Regions from separate parts of the Zea mays genome. Here region 2 is linked to region 1. The links are chromatin contacts, called in public Hi-C maps. All regions are on one chromosome and are shown on one strand. The core of a region is the stretch at or near the end of the contact, and the rest is flanking DNA. Distances in the headings are between cores, read along the strand shown. Region 1 holds the start of LOC103647355 (leucine--tRNA ligase, cytoplasmic). Region 2 overlaps LOC103647359 (mediator of RNA polymerase II transcription subunit 25).

Region 1 (3,274 bases), core at 249-2,748:
CGCGGCCTGGTGCGAGGCGTGGCGGTGCTCTCTGCACAAGAGCGGACGGTCCGCGACATAGGGCCGGACGGTCCGCGACCTGGTGCAGGAGCTAGGATTCCCTGCCTAACGGCCGGACGGTCCGCGCCCTAGGGCCGGACGGTCCGCACGTGCGTAGGGGCGGCGGAAGATCGCCGACGGCGCCTGGATCTCGCTCCCGGGAGGGACCCCGTCGGGGAGGAGAGATCCTAGGAGTTGTCTAGGCTCGGGCAGGCCGACCTAGACTCCTCTAATCGACGTAGAGTCGAGGAGAGGCGGAGAATTTGGGGATTGGAATACTAAACTAGGGCTAAACTAGAAATAGACTAGAACTACTCCTAATGCATAAGGTAAAAACGAGTAATAGACTTGATTTGTTCGATTGTTGGGGGTTCAATCGGCCGTAGCCCTTCATCTATATAAAGGGGGAGGTCTGGATCCGTTTCCAACTGTTTCCCGAGTTAATCCCGCGGTTTTAGGTAACAAATCCCGCGAGAAACTAGGAACCCTAACTGACTCTGCGCGCGCGGACCGTCCGCGTCACCACCGCGGACAGTCCGGACCGCGGACCGTCCGGCCTCGGGGCCGGACCGTCTGCACTGCTCTTTTTAGAGCTCAACAGCCGCTCACTAATAGGCAGCTTAAAATGGGCCGCTCACATACTATAAGACACTTTACGAGAAGAAGTATTAAATATATAGATTATATTATGGAATAATTATTATATGAGTAGACTTTTAGTCAGTTATATGTGACATTATAATATTATAAAGCCTATTATGATCTATACTATTAAACTTGCTATTATGTGACGCACTGCATATAAAACTAGTGTTTTAAAGAAGCAGACCCTTAGGGAGACCGATTATTAATAGATAAAGGGCCTGTTTGTTTACCTCCCAGATTATATAATCTGGATTAAATAATCCTAAGAGACAAACAAACAGTCTAGCTTATTTGCCCAGATTATATAATCTAAGCCCTTGGATTATGATAATCCATAAGCAAGTGAGGAGGTGCTTATTTCAGATTATTTTTTTCCCACTTCCCACTACCCTTTCAAGTTTCCTAGAAATTACCCACCATTGCCATTATAATCTACCGAATCGTTTTTGCGCCTATCGGATCGGAGAAGCCTGCCACCCAACAGAAACACGCCAGATAATCTGGGTAAACAAACATGACTACTCAGATTATATAATCCAAATTATATAATCCAGATTATATAATCCTGCAAAAATAATCCAGATTATATAATCCATTGGGGTAAACAAACAGTCCCAAAGTCCATTTTTCGACCCCCAACTTGCACAAAGGTCTAATTTTAAACCCTATACTACCAAATAGGGTACCAAACACCCCCCTGAAGGCATCCCAACAGCTCCTTAATTTCATTCCCAAATTCATGTTTTAGGAAAAAAACAAGAAAACAAGCACTCCAACAATTCCCTAATTACCTTCCCTTTCCTCCCGCGCGCGCAAAAACCCAGTCGCGCGCCCAGATATCCGCCGTCCTCCCTCGACCGCCGTCGTTCGTCTGCTCGACCCTCGTCCCTTCATCTCCTCGACGACGACGACCTTCATCCAGGCCACGCCCCTCGTCGCCGAGACACCGCCGGCAAACATCCAACACCTCGACGACATATCTAGGAGGCAGCCCCGGTCGGAAGTTGCGGCCCACTAGAGGCCCATCGTCGGGCCCAGCCCCAACCCTAGCTCCAGCCGCCGCTTGGCTCTCCTGCTGTCCGTCCTGGTACCGCGCGGCCGCACCACCTCTCCAGGCTCCAGCTCCAGCGCCGCAGCGCGCTCGCCCGCGGCCCGCGCCTCCTGCTCCTGCCCTCCTCTGTCCTCTCCAGGCTCCAGCTCGCCCGTCAGGCCGCCACCGCCAGGCGCTCGCCCGCCAGCGCGCTCGCTCGCCAGGCCGCCACCGCCAGGCGCAGCCGCCCACAGCGGCCACAGCGCGCTCGCCCCGTCGCCCGCCACCGCCAGGCGCCAGCCGCGGAGCGCCGGAGGCCCGGAGCCGCAGGCCGCCGCAGCGCTCGCCCGGAGCCGCAGGCCGCAGCGCGCTCGCCCGCAGTGGTGTCGTCGTGCTCACCTACGAGCTCCGCGACCGCATCGTTAAGCTGGTAAGCTCCCTCTACCCGTAGAAGCTTGTTTAGATCTCTGTGAATGCCAAATTTATTGATTTCTGATTCACTCCATTTCATTAAGAAAACTACGGACCGAGGAATCTTTTGATTGAGCAATCACATAGTGCTTGCTAACTATTTCTAGCCCTTTGATACTTTTGCATGTGTGTTACTGAGACATCCTATCTTGGTTGTGCAACCATTAAAATATGCAAATCTTACCCCATAAGTGACAAACGTTGCCTGGTTGTCTGCCATGGTAACTGTCTTTTTGACATCGCCCGAGAAATGATATGTACCTTACTCATCTAACTTGTCCCTTACACCCACCATATTTGATCACACCGAATGTTTACTAGCTTTGAGGTTGGTGGCATGAGTGTCTCAAATATAAAGGATGTTTTATATTCCTCAAAACTACAGTTAGACAAATTTCTATAATTGATCACATAATATGGTCTGAACAAAAAAAATACATTCTATTATATAAAGCCGGCATTCAAAACGACACCTAACTTATGTGGTGTCCTCTCAATGGTGGTGACTTAACTGAATAGTTTGCACTGAACAGATGTTTTGTTGGTATGGGTAATTTATTGGATGGTTTTGATTCAGGTTTACTAGCTTACCCACGCACGGCCGCCGCCGCCTCACGCACGCAGCAGCCGGCCAGCCGCGGTACGTTCTCCAGGTCGTGCCGACGTCCGACGACAAAGAAGGCCCTGGGGGCGCTGGCGCGCATCGCGAGTCCCCTCGCCGGCAAGTATATTTGCAAGCAGACCCTCGAGCTCGTGCGTTTAGGTTCTCATACTTGTTTCTTGGTCCTGTTCGATTATGTACGAGCCTGCTTTCTGTTTAGGATTCTTCTCATTTGGTCGTGATGATTGATTGTGGTCGAATTTGCAGCCTCGGAGGGCAAGTTCCCGAACCGGGGAATCAAGGACGTCGTCAGGAGCATCTGTTGCGGGAACGTAGGGTTAGTCCCCCCCCCCCCCCCCCCCCCCAAGTTATTTTCCCTGCTTGTTCAGTGCTCGGTCAGTTGTAATTGCCTAGTTGGCTGGCAATGTGTAGTAAGTCCCAATGATCGATAGGGCAATTCGGTTCGTGGCCATAAGCACTTAAGCAGA
Region 2 (3,098 bases), core at 441-2,940, 480 kb before region 1:
GTTTAACAATGGAACCTTTTTGTGGTACTTTCGAATTATGCATCTAGACTTAGTAGGAAACTGAAAGCCGTACTTTCTGCATGCAGACTTGCAGCGGACTGGCCAGAAACAATGCAGATTGTTCGCCTCATAGCCCAGGAGCATATGAACAACAAGTTTGTTACTCATTCTTTTCAATGCCAACTTGTTGCATCATTTTCTTGTAAATGTGCTGTGAATGACATATTTACTTGGTTATTCTGCAGACAATATGTTGGCAAGGCAGACTTTCTAGTTTTTCGGACTTTAAATCACCATGGGTTTCTTGTACAACTACAAGAGAAGAAGCTGGTCAGTGCCTGAGTCTATTTCTTTTTAGTCTCTACTGTATTTAAGTGGGAAAATCGTTGTGCATTGGGTCTCCCTCAGCGCGGCGCAGCGCTCTCCCACGGGAAAAAAAATAAGAAAAAAGAGAGCATACTAGCGCTCGAACCGTGGCCCTCTTCTATAGATATTCTAAATATTGTGTTACACAGAGGATAAATATTGTAAATATATATACATACTAATACATTTAAATTTAAAAAAATATAATCATGCCACGTCGGACCGGGCCGGCACTATAGACTGAGACGGTGGCTCAGGCACGACATGGTTCTCAGGTCGGGCCGCGGTACTGTTAAATGGGCCGTGCCTTGGGTCAGTCTGCTAGACACGACCTATTTGGCTATCTATAGTACAATACCTTCTTTCTCACTATCTCTGATCTCGTGAGCGTGGAAAAAAGCGAGAGAAAAAACTTCATCTCATCTCACCACACATCCGGTTTAGACCGTGTTTGAATAAATATCTTATTTAAATAAGATTTATCTTTATGATATATAAAAACCGTAGCAACGCACGGACAACTAACCAGTAATTTTGTTATTTTGCTGCGGTTCATCTACTGTCGTTTCATACACTTAGTTTTCTGTCAGTTACTTTATACAGTTCTAATATCCAATTGGTCCTGGTTTCAGTGTGCTGTGATACAGTTACCATCGCAAACTCTGTTGCTGTCGATGGCTGACAAAGCAGGTCGTTTGATTGGCATGCTCTTCCCTGGGGTAATCTTGATTGTAGTTAAATTAATTAATGTTCTGCATAATTATCTGCATTTACTAAATGACCTTTTCCCAGGACATGGTGGTGTTCAAACCGCAGGCCTCAACTCAGCAGACACCAATGCAGCAACAGCAGCTACAGCAATTTCAACAGCAGCAGCAGCAGCTGCAACAACACATGCATATGCAGCCGCAAGGCCTCCCACTTCAGCAATCACAGATGCAACTCCAGCAACAGCAGCCGCAGATGCAACCGATGCAGCAGCAGCAACCTTCGCAGATGCAGCAGCAGATGCAATCGATGCAGCAGCAGATGCAGCCAATGCAGCAGCAAATGCAGCATCAACAGCAACAGATGCAGCATCAACAGCAACAGATGCAGCAAATGCAGCAGCAGCAGCAGCAACAACAACAACAACAACAACAGATACAGCCTCAGCAGCAACAGATGCAGCAAATGCAGCAGCAGCAGCAGCAACAGATGCAGCCTCAACAGCAACAGATGCAGCAAATGCAGCAGCAGCAGCAACAGATGCAGCCTCAACAGCAACAGATGCAGCAAATGCAGCAGCAGCAGCAACAGATGCAGCCTCAACAGCAGCAGCAACCCCAGATGGTGGGTACAGGAATGGGGCAGCAGTTCATGCAGGGGCACAATCGGGCAGTGCAGATGATGCAAGGGAAGATTACGCCACAGGGGCCGGGCAGCATGCCTGGGGGAGGCTTCCTACCTTAAGCACCTTTTATCAGCAGGCATCAGATGAATTGAGGGTTTACACTGACCCAAGTGTTGAGATGTCAACTTCATTTGACAGGGTTAGGGAATAGTCACTCGGGGAGTGTTGCTAAAACTTAATCTGAAAACTTAAGCATCCCTGTCACCGATAGGTAAATGCCAGATGTCCATGCATAGGTGCATACTTTATGATATGGTGGTGTACTCGTAATCTTGAGTGACTTTATGGCATTGTTGTACTAGCCGTAAACTATTAGGTATAACAGAATTATTATTTAAACTACAGTAAAATAAGTGACCTGTGTTGTTTAGGGTTTAAATGGTACGTTAAATAGGTAGTTGAATCATTTAAGCAGTTTAAACTGTCTAAACGATTTACATTGAATCGAGCTAAACATGATTAAATAAGCTAAACAACCATTTAATTCATACTTTATTCAATATTAGCATGATTAAATAAGCTAAACAATCATTTAATTCGTCGTTTAGTCAATATTAGCAAAATTGTTTGTTGCAATAGGAATGTAAGTAAAATAGACTGATGCATAAATTTTAGTATTTGATGATTAACATAATCATTTGAACTAATATTGCTTGCTAGTATTTTAAGTAACATTATTTATTAGTATTTATAGATATAGTTTAAAGGATGCAAAGTGTATTTGAATGAAGATAAATTGGTGGTATAAATGATCAAAACCTCAAGCAAGACATTGAAAAACGTGTTGAAGACCTTTTATAAGAATATGTAGATGCATCCGAATTGAACACAAAGATCATAAAAAACTAAGAGAACACTTTGAGCATATATTGGACTATAACTAACCCTAGCTGGCACAGGAGGAAAAACATCGACAAGGGCATAAGACCATATGCTACACTGTTCATGCTTACAGGAGCGTTAGATCGATCCTGTTCAAGGGTTAGGGTCGTTGGGCCATTGAAGACAGAGACCGACGGTCACTAGAGAGGTTTCAGAGAGGGAAACCGAGCGCCAGACCCACTAATGTTGACACAGTAATGACAAGTTCCTTCTTCTGCGAATATGAGATAGACCGACAGCCGGTACGTGACTAAGGGACTGTGGGAACAGCGAAAGACCGGATTCTAAGATATAGGCCAATCAAAAGGAAGATGGTGAAAGACCACCACAAAGAGACCCTCGCTCACGCCTTAGTTGCGCAACCAGTGCCGTCTCAGATTTCATCAGTGCCTTCTCTACCTCAGTCGACTGAGTGGCTCTTAGACTCAGGAGCTTCTCATCATGTCACCGGTGACTT

The links. Hi-C and Micro-C count contacts between places; a contact is called where the count stands out from the background.
Region 2: a contact with region 1 is called in a Hi-C map of tassel, with 2.9 times the contacts expected there. The contact joins the enhancer-like site here to the promoter of LOC103647355 in region 1. A contact is called at or near these places in 2 of 25 Hi-C or Micro-C datasets (ear and tassel).

Annotation. Positions count from the first base shown.
Region 1 is chr2:178,106,496-178,109,769 of Zm-B73-REFERENCE-NAM-5.0, reverse strand. It overlaps LOC103647355 (leucine--tRNA ligase, cytoplasmic), which reads left to right and starts at 1,498. Exons shown (of 4, transcript XM_008671898.4): 1 at 1,498-2,144; 2 at 2,763-2,948; 3 at 3,054-3,123.
Region 2 is chr2:178,589,438-178,592,535 of Zm-B73-REFERENCE-NAM-5.0, reverse strand. LOC103647359 (mediator of RNA polymerase II transcription subunit 25) reads left to right here. Exons shown (of 15, transcript XM_008671901.3): 12 at 87-155; 13 at 246-330; 14 at 999-1,085; 15 at 1,159-2,138. The coding sequence ends at 1,818. Among protein-coding and RNA genes, the nearest start is that of LOC103647359, 13 kb to the left of the region's middle. Within about 2 kb of position 1,690, at least 3 of the 20 cell types and tissues checked have an H3K27ac peak or open chromatin away from gene starts, as enhancers often do. A contact at or near this core is called in ear and tassel, where this site is marked.